Linked DNA regions of Mus musculus: region 2 is linked to region 1. The links are chromatin contacts, called in public HiChIP or PLAC-seq maps. All regions are on one chromosome and are shown on one strand. Each heading gives the region's core, a stretch centred on a gene start, on an enhancer-like site or on the middle of the called end of the contact. The rest is flanking DNA. Distances are from core to core; before and after follow the strand shown.

What was found. HiChIP or PLAC-seq counts read pairs in DNA pulled down with a chosen protein or histone mark.
Region 2: an H3K27ac HiChIP or PLAC-seq map of microglia shows a contact between it and region 1, with 4 times the contacts expected there. The contact joins two enhancer-like sites. A contact is called at or near these places in 1 of 115 datasets of contacts at active chromatin or transcription factors (microglia) and 2 of 9 other capture datasets (adipose tissue and liver).

The regions. Positions count from the first base shown.
Region 1 is chr14:64,789,338-64,797,261 of GRCm38.p6, forward strand. It overlaps Kif13b (kinesin family member 13B), which reads left to right. Exons shown (of 40, transcript NM_001081177.2): 37 at 228-361. Among named protein-coding and RNA genes, the nearest start is that of Gm26225, 39 kb to the left of the region's middle. Within about 2 kb of position 4,699, at least 18 of the 459 cell types and tissues checked have an H3K27ac peak or open chromatin away from gene starts, as enhancers often do. A contact at or near this core is called in adipose tissue and microglia, where this site is marked.
Region 2 is chr14:64,913,268-64,921,191 of GRCm38.p6, forward strand. All of the region lies in intron 1 of Hmbox1 (homeobox containing 1), which reads right to left. Among named protein-coding and RNA genes, the nearest start is that of Hmbox1, 33 kb to the right of the region's middle. Within about 2 kb of position 2,849, at least 92 of the 459 cell types and tissues checked have an H3K27ac peak or open chromatin away from gene starts, as enhancers often do. A contact at or near this core is called in adipose tissue and microglia, where this site is marked.

The DNA of each region.
Region 1 (7,924 bases), core at 3,449-5,948:
AGCAGAAGTTAGTCCTCAACACTGGCAGGAGCCATGCACACTGGAGCATCACGGTTGCTTTAGTTACTGCTGTTTAAATTGGTAGATGCCAGCTGTGGTGATCTTTTCCTACTAATGATTTTAGTGATGCCTGTAGTAGTTTATACTGTGGGATTTGCTTCTAAGTGGCTCTTGGCAAATGCAGAGCAAGTGTTATGTGCCATTGTTTTCACTTTTCACTCCGACAGGACTGGGAGGCGTGGCAGCCTCTTACTTGAACCCAGTGAAGTCCCTGGTGCCACAGATGCCAAAGCTGCTGAAGTCTCTCTTCCCTGTTCGGGATGACAGAAGGGGGAGACACTCATCTCCCCTTGCACACCAGGTGAGGAAGCCACAGTGAATGTTTCCCTGAGCTGTTGTGGTTCTGAAGCTGGAGGTAGAGGAACAGACCCGTGAGGGCATTGGTGCAGCTTCTGACCCTGGCAGAGCCTGTCATAATGCCTCTCCCCTCTTTCCAGATAGCAGCTGTTTGCACATATTGACACCCCATCCTTTCTGCTCTAAACAAAACTGCCAAGTCTGCTACTAATGTGATTCATGTGCTATCACTTAGTACAACAATCGTCCAATTTATGAAGGTGCACTTAGTGTTGTTTGTGTTGCCAAGTAGAAAATGTAATTCTATTTTTAATTCTTGATTTCACTTTTCAAACAATCTTGAATCATAATTCACCCCACCCTCAATGTCCAGTGGACAATCAGTTCTTTGACTCAAAGTAGTCACTTGTCTTCCTCCTGTTTAAAACACTTTGTGTGGCAGTGGAGCGTTAGAGAAAATGTTCTAGGATTTCCCAACAAGCAGGAAGCTCCTTTCATACGGTGGTGAAAGGAACCCACTTGGAGATGCAGTTTGTAGTCATGGAGGCTTTATCTCAACAGAGAATGTTAAATGAGATTTATTTCTACTCATTCAGAAACATAAGCCATGCAGGTGCAGCTGTTGAAGTGGGTCTTAACACTAGCTCCTCCATATTTCAAATGTCCCAGTGTCAGGAATGTAGGTCAGGAGCGTCGGAGGCAGAGCGATTCTTAAGGGCTTCTATGAAGGCATCTTCAGGAGAGATTGTGTTGGCATCAATAAGTTATTCTGTATGTAGAGAGAGCTTCCTGCCCAGTGTGATACCAACTTGCACATCAGCACACAGAGCAGATGGCAAAGTGAAACACAGTAATTTTGAAAATGTTTTCAAGGACATGTAGCTAGGCAGGTCAAAGGTCATTTGCCGTTATTGAGATGTGTCTGTGAATGGAGGGCGCAGGCAGGCAAAGCTGACTTTCCCAGGGGCTCATCACTGTGCATGCTATGCAGCTTTAAACTGGTCATTGTTTCATCAAGTATGATGGGAGGGTCTCTGCATTACTAAAGTATATGTAAAGAAATTGCCCTTCCCCAATCTGCTCTGGTGACCCAAAGCCCATATGGGACAGCCACCATGTCTTCTGCCTTCTGTAAGTACTATGGTGACATTACATGGAGCTTGATGACCACAGTTCCAGCTGCTCTTCACTGCAGTAGTTGTCTAGATGGCAGGGGAGGAGTCATGTTGAAGACAAGCAGCTTTTCTTTTCAGTGATCAGCGAACAAGTCCAAGCCCTGGCTGCATGGAGAGCTCATGAGAGTGAGAGGAACAGCAGCCTGTGAGAGACAAACCTGATGGGAATAGAGAGGCAGTCTGTCATGTCCAGGTGACAAGAAATGTATGAAAATATAAATTAACACTGGGCTTGGTGACCGTGCCTTGTGGTGTAGCTAAAACATTAACAGTGATTTGTGAAAACATCTCCCTGGGGCAGATGCTTCCATATCCTCAAGGTTGTAGTCTCTGTCCTCATATGCATAAAACCATAAGCCTTGTATCACCAACAGCAAGTCCTTCTTGGTGGCCTGTCCTAGGCTGGGTGTCCGGGTACCTTCGTGGCCTTCTATATTTATCCACATTTAACCAGTTTCTTCCCCTGGGTAGCTCACTTCATTCTGTTTTTAAACTGTTCATATGAGGCAGCTGGAAATGAAACCAAAGTCTGCACTCTTACTGTGGCTTATAGCACCCTCCAGCAGTGAGTACCCTCCTTTAGTCTGTGTATGCTGCCTGCCAGCTCTGTGCCATTCTAAGACATCCCACTCCCATTTTATCCCACGAACACACCAGCACATGCCATTCAGTTTCAGTCTACCTCTTCTTCCAGTGCTGGTGGCAACCCTGTTTCTCCTGCTTTGGTTTAGAGCCATACTGTCATGGAGGCCACTTAGTGGAAGCACAGTTAAGTGCATCCCAGCCCTCTTTGTGAGCCAAATAAAAAGAGCAAACCACCCCCCACAGATACACATGCCTTTTTTTCCTGGGAGCTTCTAGGTTTTTGTTTGTTGACTGTCTCCCTGTGGAATATAACTACAGTGGGCAGGGCTCATTTGCCCTGGATCATCCTCATAAGATGGAGATATAAAGTTGTCTCATTGTCTATTTGTATGCAGATGGAGATGTGGCCCTGTGTGGACCTCTGTCACATGTGTAGAAAGCACTGTTTGTAGGTTAGCGATGAGACAGGCACAACTGAGTGGGGTCTTGCGGTATCAAGACATATTTGTGAACTTTCCTAGGTGGATGGACATGCCATTAAAACAAATTCCTGAAGCTCTGATTTTTCTCCTGGGATTCAGTTACCCAAAATGCACTGCCTCCTCTGCTGCTCCATCCAACCCCTGAGCTACTGCCTCAGTCTCTCACCTTCCCCCACTGCCTGCTAAAGCTCTGTGGGATGGAAATTCTAATTGCAAGTGACAGCGTCAACATTAGTTTTCTTGCAACTTGGGTCACTTGAAATGTGCTCTGTGCTGCTGCTCCCTGGGTGTACACCCTTGGATGGGGCTTCAGTGCCAGCGCGCCTGGCTCCTGTATGTTCCTCTTCCATTCTTCACTCTCTTGGAAGTCTGATTGCATACCTGGTGGTTGAGATTTTGACTTAAAAAAAAAAATCCTTCCATGTGGTTTCTTCAAGAACTGGGTCATCTTTTTTTGTGGCCTTGGCCTCTGACCTTTTGTGTTCTGCTGGTAGAATCCAGGGCAAGAGTGGTCCATGCTCTTGAAGGCCTACCCAGTCTTAGCAGTTCTGGGTTAGTTGGCCCGCCGCCTGTGGCAATGCCTTCATCTTTGTGTTGTCTTGTAGGGGCCTCTGGGGGGCGGGTGGGGGGGGATGGGTGGAACAGTAAGGTCCTGAGCCCGACAGTAGTGGAGCCGACTTATCTCATTTAAATGATTCTCCTGTTCCAGAGTACCGCTGTCTTAGTTTGGGTTATCAATGCTGTGATGAAGCACCATGACCAAGAGCAAGCTGGGGAAATAAGGATTATTCAGCTTACACTTCTGCCTTGTGGTTTATCATTGAAGGAAGTCAGAACAGGAACTCAAGCAGAGCAGGAACCTGGAGGCAGAGCTGGTGCCGAGGCCAGGGAGGGGTAGGTACTTCTTACCGGCTTGTTCCACAGGGCTTGCTCAGCCTGCTTACTTACAGAACCCAGGACCATCAGCCCAGGGATGACAGCATCCGCTGTGGGCTGGGCCCTCCCATATCAGTCACTAAGAACATGCCCTAGGTTCAGTGGTTCTCATCCTGTGGGTCGAGACCCCTGTGGGGCAGAATGACCCTTTACAGGGGTCACCCAAGACCATAGAAAACACAGATATTTCCATTATGATTCATAACAGTAACAACATCACAGTTATGGAGTAGCAGTGAAATGGTTGGAGGCCCCACAGCATGAGGACCTGTGTTAAAGGGCCGTGGCATGAGTGAGGTTGAGGCTTACCTACAGAGAGATTGATGGAACATTTTTTCAGTTGAAGCTCTCCTCTCTCTGACGACTCTAGTGTGTGTCAAGTTGATATAAAACTACCCAGCACAGCACTGAGTAGGATTAGTCCCCAGTTCCTCCCGGCACGGCTGCTGGATTCTTTGTCCTGTGTCCACCCTTGTCAGTGTGGTCCCTCTCTCTATTATTGTATTAACTACAAAATGTACAACACTCAAAAGGGAACTTTAGGGTTCCCTTCCAAATATTTCTTTTAAAATTCTTTTTAAGTTGTTTGCTTTTTAAAACTTATATTTTTGCTATGATCTGCCATACTTCTTAGTTATAGGGTGTCAGCATGTGAGTCACAAGCACAGTGTTGGCTGTTTAAGGCCTAAGACAGAGCCCTGGCACCTGAAGAAGCCACTCTTCGGCCATCAGGCATCTGGCCAGCATAATGCATCTCCATGTTGGTGGCCGCCACCCCGTCTCCCCTTTAAGGAGGACTGAGTGGCATCGTGGTGCTAAAGGGACTACATACCAGTCACCTGCTCTGTGTCACCAACCTGGTAAAAACTCCATGACCAATGTTTGATGACCCTGCTTGCCACCTGGCTCCACCATCACTCTTGTGTAGATATCTGATGTTGGTGATGGTAGTTTAGCTAGGCGTGAGCACCCTGAGGTTTTATTTGCTGCCAGTGTCTGTTCAGATGTTCCTTAAGTAAGCAACAAACTGATGTTGAGATGTTTAGAACGTGACCCAAGATGAAACCTAGAAAAAGCCTGTCAGTGAACATGCCTCACAGGACCTGTCCCGTCTCCGAGGCAGGAAGCGTGGTCCAGCGGTTAATGTTGTGGGACTTAGAAACGGCCCGTAGAGAGAGAGAGAGAGCAGCACTACTTAGTTACTTAAGGCTTTCAGTATGGACAGAAGCAGAGATCCAGATGGAAGCCTGTACACCATGTTCAGGGGCACGGGCCTGTTAATTGGAACCCACTTTCACTTCTTTCTTAAGAGGAGAGGAATTGAGCGGCTTCCTTTTTGATGATCACAGTTTAGTTTGGAGCTTAACACTTCCTTTGAGACCGTCCCATGTTGTGAGTTCTCTGGAGGCTCAGTGGCCAACGAGCATCAGGGCATTCAAGGCTGCCAGGAAGAGCAGCACAGGGTGGCTCTGCAGTAGAGTGACATGAAACACTCTGTGAGAAAGGACTGAGGAGCGGGTTTGCTGCCTGTCAGTACCCTGGTACTGACTCCTCAGAAGAAGAACGACAAGAACAATTTCTCTGAAGTGTTGTCTCAGAGAACTGGGATTCGAGTTAGCAGAGCATAGAGCCAGCTATGAGAGCGCAGTAAACACAGACTGCTCTCTACAGCAACCCATTCCTGCATTTGCAAACAGTGTTTTCTAGAGGGGATGCTAACCTGGATGAGGCCCGAGGTAGAAGAGGCTCAGAGTCTTCTCATGGTTCTATCACTACCCCGGCAGGGCAGATGAGTTGGGAGAGAAATGCAAGTTTGTGGTGTGAGAATGAGCACTGCCAGGAACCCTTTCATCGGTGGCCTTGGCATTTGCAGGGCAGGAGCAGTCTCTGCTGTCCCTCATGCAGGGCAGGGCAGGGTGGGAACAGTTTCTGCTGTCCCTCATGCAGGGCAGGCAGGGCACTGGAAGATATGTGCTTAGTGCGTCTGAGCCAGAGAGTGGCCCAGACAGAGGCTTTGGTTCCTGGCTTTGATTCAGGATTGTGTGTGGCTCATGGTCTTCTTTTGTGATGGAAGTTCCTAGTTCCTGTTTTACAAACAAGATTCTCATAACTTGTGTGTCGTTTTCTTTGTGTGAGGGTATTCAGAAAGAGTTGGGCTTCTCATTTTCACAGAGGGCAGTTCTGGTTGTAATCAGTTTCTGTCTGAGTTCCAGAAATGCAAAGATATTGCATGGAAAGAGGTGGCAGCTGACAAAATTGCTGTCTTTGACCTTCCGAGGCACATTTAGTAACGAATCTGGAAAATAATGAACTACAATTAATGAAACCCGCACCCGTGTTCAAGTGTATTTCTCAGACAGCACATACAGTAATTGAAAGGACTTCCTGCTCTCTAATTAGTCAGATTGAATTAATTTGCCATGATAGCTCTCTTCACGTGTCTGGAAGTCTGTGTTCCTATGAAGTTGTTGGTGTTCTTCAGAGCTTGAGATTCCAAGTAGCTGCATTGATTAGTCTGGGGAACGAAAGTGTTAAAGTCAGATTGACTTCCCACCAGCACAAGTGAGCTCCCTTCTGGCCTGCTTTCCTGTTTCTGCCCTCTTGGGTAGTATGGCTGTATTGGCTGCAGGGACTTTTGCTTCTTCTGCACTGTAGCCTCAGGTGCAGCAGGCCACTGTCACTTAGTGCTGACCTGTTGAGGAAACTCTCAGATGTAGGTAGCGCCTCCATTGCACTTAGAGCCTTAGAGTTAGTTCACAGAATGAGCTGAATAGGTTCAGCTGAGTCTGATTAAAAATAAGTAATAGTGTTCATAGAATTGCTGAATCAAGGAAGTCTTTGAAGGAGCCAAACTAGAGAGAAAAGAGCCTCTTCAACCCATATTTCCTTGTCCCTCTTGTTCCTGTTTTAAAAGATGTCCACGGACAGGGAGATTGTAGGCTGCTTCAGAATAGGGAGTTAGAATGTCAGGTCTATGTGTTGGAGTACTTACCCCCCCTGGGTCTGCAAGGAAGATTCCAGAAGGAAATGGGCAGACTATTCAAGTATGCATAAAGCCCTCACAGTGATTGTTGTGTTTGTCAGAAATTTTGTCCCCTCCTATGATTGACAGTTGGATCCTGTGACTGACCAGGACCTGTAATGATCAACTCACCCCCACCCCACATGTGGTCATCTAGAGAACACATATGACTGGACCACCACCTTCATATATGTACCTTGTGCTGGTGACAGGTAATCTAAGGGTGCTGTGTACGTCAGACACCCACTTTTCCATTTGAAATATAGCCACCAGACGGGTAAAAAGCTGGCTTCATCATGACTGACACACTCTACTCACATTAGCCTGACACACAGAGTGTAAAGCAGAAGGCAGCTTGGAACATGGTAATACCAGGCACTGAGGATTTCAACGACAACATAGCTTCAGATACCCCTGGCAAGGCCAGGGCCTTCCCTGAGCATGCCTCTGCCCTCACTATATGAACATAGTCCTTGACACAGGCCTCTGTTGATGAGCTTATGGGTCAGGCTTGGTCCTCAGTAGCATGTGGCTATTATCCCATCAGAGGCTCTACTTTTATCAGACTTGTTAAAGCTAGCCATTTCTAATGCCCTGCATCTAGACTCTGCTTAGAATTTTCTCATATCAGAAGGTGAGATGTTGACTTCTGATTATTTGTAGCAAAAAATAAAATTTACAACTCTTATAAAACTAATTTCTCCTACTTGGGCCTAAATAGTTGACTAATATTCATTTAAATAAAAGCTGAGTATTAACTTGGCCACAATTTGATCAAATTCATGATAGTAGGTAGATGTTAGAAAAGGTTTATAAATATAAAAAATGTAGGTGACAATTCAGTATTGTTTAAGGTAATTAATGCTTCCTTTGTCCAGCTTCTCTTGTTCCCTTTACAGCTTTATGCTAAAATTTACAAGGATCCATCTTTTCCCACTGTCTGTTTTATTCTTTGTGCTGTTTGTTAAATGACTGATGTACGTGTTTATTTCTTCAGAAAACACCAAGACAGCACTTATTAGTGCCCTCCTAAGAGTGGAGGGCAAGATGTTCCTTCTGAACTCCACAGATAGAGGCACAGCCAGTGCAGGGTCCCAGCAGGTGCTGCCAAATATGTTTGTGGCATAGGGAAGGGAGTGGGTATTCATGAAGTCTGAGTGAGATGTGATCTCATAAATGACTGGCACCATTTTCCTGAACCGTTGCCAGGTTGTGGTGGCTGAACATGTGTCTGCTGGGTTTCAGCAGTGCTCAGCAGACCACACAAAGGCTCCTGAGCATCGCTGACTCCACTCAGTGCTGGGCTCCCTAAGCCCTGGTTCTGGAGCAGGAAACAGATAATTATATTCACCCTTCTCGCGGGACTT
Region 2 (7,924 bases), core at 1,599-4,098, 120 kb after region 1:
CCATTGCAGGTTCCTTTAACTGCCATCCCTTCCAATGCTACTTCTGCATATAAGTCGCTCTTTTCTCCCCAGCTAACTGCTATCTCCCTTTTGTTGTATACAGCTACAACCTCCAAAAACACTTATCTGAGGGCCAAGACAGGGCCAAAGAAGTTCTGTACCCACCAAAGGTAGTTCCCTTCGAACTAAATTGTCACAAATATTTTCGTGTGCACACGTGTGTACAGATGCCAGTAGAGGCCAGATACTGGCTTTGGGTGTCTTGCACAATCACTCTGGGCCTTATCATTTTTTGAGGCAGTCTCTCACTGAATCTTGATCTCATTGATTCAGCCAGTCAGCAAACCCTAGGGATAGTCTGCCTCAACCTTCCCAATGCTGGAATTAGATGTGCACCACCATTCCTGGATTTTCAATGTGCATGCTGGGAATCAAATTCAGATCCTCAGGCTTATGCGGTAAGCACTTTACCAACTGAGCCATCTCCCCGGGCTCCTAAATTGTCAATTTTGTTCTTTGAGGGTATAGTTGAGTCAATCCTGTGGTTGTACACTGGCTTGCTTGTTTGTTTTCTTTTTATTTTTTGGGTTCTTTGAGACAGGGTTTCTCTGTGTAACCCTGGCTGTCCTGGAACTCACTCTGTAGACCAGGCTAGTCTTGAACTCTGCCTCTCAAGTGCTAGGATTAAAGGCATACATCACTACTGCTGCACTCTGATGCATGCACACTGATTAACCTACACAGTATCTGCAATTTTGAGACTGTACCTATATATCAGTGTTTTTAATAGAAACAAGATCTACATTCATCAACAAACTTTGTAATTTCTCATGCGTTCAAGGCATGCTTTCTCTGAGTCACTACAGGCAGGTAACCACAGTCACTCAATTCTACAGACACTAAGTGCCTGCCAGTGCTGACCAGTGAGCTTAACTCAGACTGTGATTTGTCTCACGGCAGAACATTATTCGTATTGTTCCCGCTCAAGAAAAACAGCACCATGACTTACAGCATGCTAAACATACTGATTTTTCATGTTAATTATTTTAGTTAAAAGCACTCTGAAGGCAGCACTTTAAGAAGGGCACTTTCATAAGAGCAGGAGATAGAACTCCCATGAGAAAGGTACCCCTGCCCCCATACCAGAGGAAGGAAGACATTCTTATCGGGAGTCCAGGATGGAAGCAATCTACACAAACAAACCCTGTTCAACTAACCTTATCTGCTTAGTCACTCTTCCAAGATTAGCTGCCTTGATTGAAAGCTTTTTATTTGTCTAAGACAGCTTTTGGTTCTAACTGCTTCTTGGGGCCCTCGTTTTTTCTTGGGAGCGCTCCCATTGGGGAAAAAAATCACCAAATAAAATGTGTGTGCTTTTCTCTCAGTAACATGTTAGTTTAGTTCTAAGGCTCAAAGAGGCTGGAGGAGATATGTATCTCTCCTATATTGTGAGAGAAAACCATCTCCTTTTTTCTCTCACCCCCTGCTTATTTTCTGTTGCAAGGGCATTACTGGAACAGTCATCAAATACAATCAGATGCTCACAAAGCTAGTTCACCAAAAAGACAAGCCCAGAGTACACACCAAGGACTAAGAACACACAATGGCAACAACAAATAACCCCTGCAGTTATTAAGTAAAAAAAAAAAAGGGTGATAACATTCAAATGATAATGCCTATAACTTTCTACCTAGCAATTCCAGTTCTGGAGATAGACCCAAGAAGACAGTCACACAGGGGGCAAGGTAACTTCAATTCAAGGTTATTCTTTTCAGCACAAAAGATCAGAAATAATCGCCGGGCAGTGGTGGTGCACACCTTTAATCCCAGCACTTGGGAGACAGAGGCAGGCGGATTTCTGAGTTCGAGGCCAGCCTGGTCTACAGAGTGAGTTCCAGGACAGCCAGGGCTATACAGAGAAACCCTGTCCCGAAAACAAAACAAAAAAGAAAAAAAGAATTTCCCATTGGAGACAACAGCTAGAACTCAAAGGTAAAGTACTTAGCTAGTATTCAGCAGGTCCTGGGTTCAAGCCTATGTACTCCACATCTACAGCATTTTGCCTTGGAGTTCAAAGTGCTAGTTCAACAGGAAGCTAGGGGTGGAGTGGGGATCAGGAAACAAGACAATGAAAGAAATGGCATCCTTTGCCATCTGGCTCTTTGGACTGGTTGTGAGCTCTGAAGAAGTAAAAGGGTAGATTCAAAAGATAAAGATCTTTTCAAGATAGGGGCAGACTGAAACTGAGCAGGAAGGAGGGATCTCGAAATCTGCCTTGGGCTTCTGGTGCTAAAGGCTGAAGCTCTGAACATACATTCCCAGCATGGCCCGGCTGTCCCTCACAGGGGACCCAAATGCAGAGACAGTAAGGAGGTACCACAAAGGAACAGAATAAAGAAGGCTGTGAGCAAAAATTCTTCACTTCTTGGCTGTGTGTGGTGGGTGGCACACACCTTTAATTTGGGAGGCAGAGGCAGGTGGAAGTCTGAGTTCAACGCTGGCCTGATCTACAGAGTGAGTTCCAGTACAGCCAGGCTATATAGAGAAACCCTGTCTTGAAACCACAAAACAACAACAGCAAAAAACTCTTCATCTCTGTCCTCAAATCCATGCACCATTCCACTCAGGGGGTCCTCAAAATCCTCATCAGGCTCTAGAAGCTTGGTTGTGCAAGCAGGAAGTAGCTGCCACATTCCAACTGTCCCCAGGCCCTGAAGCCCAGACACAGTTTCACAGCAAATCTCTAAACATGTGATACAAAGAGGAAAAGAAACAGAAACCAGCACTCCAAAGAGAAAGCCAAAAGGAATGTCAGGGCATTCTAAAATGTGGCCCTATTGCTCACCACACGGGAAGTGGAGGAACCATGAGGATGAGCAAAGAGGTCACTCGAGCTCTGCTGGGATCCACACTTACTCTACAGAGTACAATCCTTCAACCACTTTAAAATACTGCTTTTCTAGCCATCAAGCAATGATGTGTGTTCTTGATTCTATGCCTGTGCGTACCCCTGCCTCCCAGATTGTTCACATTAAAAAGAAGGACAATTAGAAGAATGATAAGAGAGCTGGGGAACACACCGGAAGGCATAAGCATATCCTTGTAACACGCTGGCAGAAAATTACAGAACAGTCAAATACAGAGTTGCTTCCTTTTTTAAAAGTTAAAGACATCTTGCCCTATTCTAAAAATATAACAAAGTATTTATCTTAATTCAACTTTCAGTTTTCCTTTTTCAATTTTGTCCAGAATTAAAATAATATATACAATCCACGTATGCCCTATAGCACAAAAATAATAGTTCTAAATATACAGATGTGCCATTTTTAAGAGATGGAGTTTGTACTAAAACCATAATACTTGCTAAACCATTAAAAAAAAAAAACAAAACCAGAAACCAAAGGCCATCTTTAGGTAATGTGAATTCATATGTGAAGATGAATATTGCCAGGAAGAAGTGTGTTTCTAAGAGTAGCAGGGAGTGACTTCAGAGACTCTGAAGATGAAACTCCATGTTGATATGAATCCGTGGGGTAACAGACACGAAACCAGCATAACTCATTTACTATACCCTGTTTGTCGTCTACCTATCTCAGGAGCTAGGTAGTTTAATTTTATGTTTGATCCTTATATTTTTCATACACCTTCATGTATTCATTTGAAATTCAAATGCCCCACAATGTAGGTAAGGCAGGTTTTACAAACACTTAAACACGGGAAATTTTTAATTTTAAACAAAGCAAAATAATGTGTAACAGAGACATTTTATCCTACTTTTTTTTTTTTTTTTTTTTGGGTTTTTCGAGACAGGGTTTCTCTGTGTAGCCCTGGCTGTCCTGGAACTCACTTTGTAGATCGGGCTGGCCTTGAACTCAAAAATCCGCCTGCCTCTGCCTCCCGAGTGCTGGGATTAAAGGCGTGTGCCACCACGCCCGGCTTATCCTACTTCTACTTCTCCAAACGCCACCTTCTGTCTTCACTGAAAATACTTCTCCTGCCCATTCACCTTCCCTTCACTAAGCAGCGTCTTCTGCCTCAAGTTACTAGCAGAGTTCTTACTCCATCAACTTCGCATTCCAGACAACAGACTCTGCTATCTATTCCTCATTGCAGTGGTTGGGAAATGGAGGTTGGGAAGTGTTGAAATGTGACTGTGTACAAATCAACCTGCCACATCTGGCTTTCTCTGCAAAACAGAAAATGATGCCTAGAGCTCTAACCTAATAGGACAAGCACAGATCTAACTAAACAAAGCTTTAGAAGCTACCAGACTTCTGTAACATTAAGACTGTGTGAGAATGACACTCTAGAAATAAATGTCATGTACAAGGGCTACAGTAAGACAAAGTATTTACACTAAGGGGTAGCATTCCATTCTCTCTTCATTTCTTTACAGTAACTTCTTTGTGGAAAGTCAACCCATTAATAAAACCTAGGCCAAAGGCCACCAGCTTGGTGAACTCTTCCTTTATTCCTTAAAAGTGATAAAGCTCCCTGCGTGAGATAACCTGATGACTTGTGAATGGAGTTAGCAGATCCCTTAGTTTCATGAACTGTCTGGGTGAACTAGGAAGCCACTGGTATAATAAAGCCGGAGTCACTCAGACGTGAACATGTCTACATGACACAGGGAACTCATTAAAACAAACACGGGTTCCTCAGCCTCGGTGGTCAGAACCCAGTAAATTGTGATCTCTATGCCAACTCCCACTCTCCTTCAATTCTCTTACAGTCTGCATGTCCCCTCCTGCAATGGCGGCTCTTTTGCACAAGATATCCCTCTTGTCTGGGCTTGATAGTTCTTCTTTCTTTATGTGATACCTAGCCTTCAGACCCGTACTTTATCATTTCCCAAGGGACCCCTTCCTGCCAACCTGACAAGGCTAACTCCCCACAGTCTAAGCTCTCATAGCGCCTGGCAGTACCCCATGGAGGTGCAGCTCTGCATCTGCATGGCTATTTAAGTAATACTCCTCACTACACTGGAAGCTTCAGGAATGTCTCTGTTCTCTATTATGTTCCTTTTACCCAAGATAGTTCCTGGAGCATGGCTGTTACTTAGTTAAAAAAAAAAAGAAAAAAGAAAATAGTGAGTGAGGAGACGAATAATGATCTACAAATATTTCAACAAGCATTGAACCAGGAGTTCCAGATCAATTGGAGTCTATCTCTACTTTATTATTTTGCTCTTAATTTTCCTGTGTTTAAGTATCTATAAACCCGCCTTACCTACATTGTGGGGCATTTGAATGTCAGATGGATACACAAGCGTGTAAGAAAAATGTACAGATAAATGTCAAACAAAAATACTACATAGCACCTGAGATAGGTGAAGGAGAAAAAGGTACAATAAATGAGTGGTGCTGGTGTCACTTCTGCTAAGCCACAGTTTTATATCGATATGAGGCTTCATCCCCAGAGCTGTTGTTTATAGCTTTGTGGTTCACTGACCTATCATAGAAAAAGAGCCTTGGGCTGGAGAGACAGCTCAGCAAGAAAGAACACTTGCTGTTATTTTAGAGGACCTGGGTTGAGTTCCCAGCACCCACATAGTAGCTCACACTATTTACTGTGACTTCAGTTCCAGGGGATAAAATTTCCTCTTCTGACCTCCAAAGGCACCAGGCATGCATGTGCACATACATGCATACAGGCAAACATTCACATAAGCTGAAATAAATATATACTGTAGAAAGTTTAAATATACGGTGCATGGCTGAGTCTCTGGTTTTCTAAATACTGAAAATATTCATTTTTCTCTGTGCCACAGACGAGTGGGTCTGTGAAGCCACAGGGTTTTCTCACTTGACATAAAATTATTCTCTTTATAGCTCAAAATACCTAAGAATGTCTTGAGAACCACTTAACTATTTTTCTTTTCTCACAGCAGATACGTACACTTTATACATTGTGGAATATTATTAACATTCAAAAAGTAGAGGAAGTTTTCAGGCAAAACAATTCACTAATGATTGATGATTAGTTTGTTGTTTTGGTGTAGTTATATAACATATATCCTTAAAATGTCATAATAGTAACCTGTACAGTAAGAAATGATTACCACTCACTGTATCTGCATTTCAACTTTCAAGTGCTCATAAAGTAGCAGGTAAAAGGGCCAGCTTGGCATAAATTAAAGAGTGCACACATGACAGATTGTGTGATTGGATTTTCCTTAAAGAGAGAATGAAAATAATTTGGCTACACCTACTTCTGATTCCCAAGTCATCAAGAGTCAGGTTAAATTCTAATTCATTTATCTATTAAAAGAGTAAAAATTATTTTAGACACTCCTTAAGATATAACTAGTTAGTTTTCTGAAAAAGAGCAACTGAAGCATCAACCAGGTATAAATGACAGTAACTAATGAGAATACACTAACAGCAATAACACTTTTATGCTATTAATGTCTGATTCTTCACTTAACTAGCATGGTGATCCCATGGTGTAATGTTAGTGTTTTCATCTCTCAATAGAAGAAAACTGGGGCTCAAAGGACATTAAAAACAAACTAAAAACCCCTCAGTAATTTAACAGTACGGTTCACAAGTGTCTTCTAACATGAGTTAGAACTGCGTACAAGAGGCCCCTGAGTTAAGCTCTCAGCACCGGCCATTCCACACTCCACTGAAGACACATCCCAAAATTAGGCTACAAATCATACCTATCTCAACACACATCCATTTGTAATATGACCCTATTGTTATTCAATCATGCTTTTAGAGGGAAAGGGTTTGATTAAATAAAACTTATCAATTCTTTTTACTGTTCAGCTTTTTGGCTTCACGGTGAATTCTCCCAAGCATTTAAGTTGGAAATCATGCCAATTCATATAAGCTATTTTAGAAAACAGAAGGCAAGCAAGCATCTTTCAACTCAACAGACAGGACAAGTATCACTGTAACAAGTCAAATGCACTAAGGGCAAAGCAGTCCATGTACTCGTTTCTCTTGGGAACATGGGCAGGGAACCTTAAAATATGAGAAAATAATAAAATGACAAACTAAGTCCAGTAAAATGAAAGGTTCCTACAATCCGACGAACACAATGACAGTGTAAGACGGCATAATGCTCCAAACCCCTTAAAGTGCTTTACCATATTAGCAGGCTGTCTGTCTATGACCATTTCAATACATACAAAAAAACCATTCAATTCATGATTTAAAAACAGTAACAAAACTCAGTTAAATATGCATGAAAAAATAAATTCTTCAAAATAATAAAGTATTTACCAAACACCTAATCTTTGATTACAACTAGGACAGAAGACTGAAAGCTCGCTCTCTCGTGTGGATCCCTCCAACTGTAGTGTCTGCTAGAGCTCCTGTGCGGTGCAGTGTAAAGGAAAGTGACTCAGGAAACAGCTTACCAGCTGCTCTCAAGGGCAGCCACAGCATTTTTCATCTAAAGTCCCACAGTGGCTTCCACTGCACATGGAATAAAATGTAATCCCTTCCTAAGGTATATTCACACTTTCTTACAAGATTTGGCTTCTATTCTTCACTGGCCATGACCTAGGCTCAGGAGTTTTGTTTCTCAAGGTCATTATCGTTTTTTTTTTTTTTTTTTTTGAGACAATGTGCATGATCTGCCTAAAATGCACTTTTCACAGCTAGTTCATTCTTGTTATTCAAGTGCTAAGTTAAGTGGCACATCATTTGAAATGGTCTATTAAATAACCTTTATACCTTATTCTACTTATTACTGCTATCAAATTATAGTTTCTTAGGCTGAAGAGTTAGCTCAGAACTTGAATGCCAGTACTACTCTCATAGAAGACTAGTTCTCTGTTCCTGCCTTCATCAGCCCTCCTCACTATTCTCTCAAAATGGACTTTACTTTCCTACTGTCATTCCATTTAAAAATCACTCAATAGCTCTCTACTGTAATCTGTTGCATGTTCTGTCTGGAAGGTGCCCTAGGG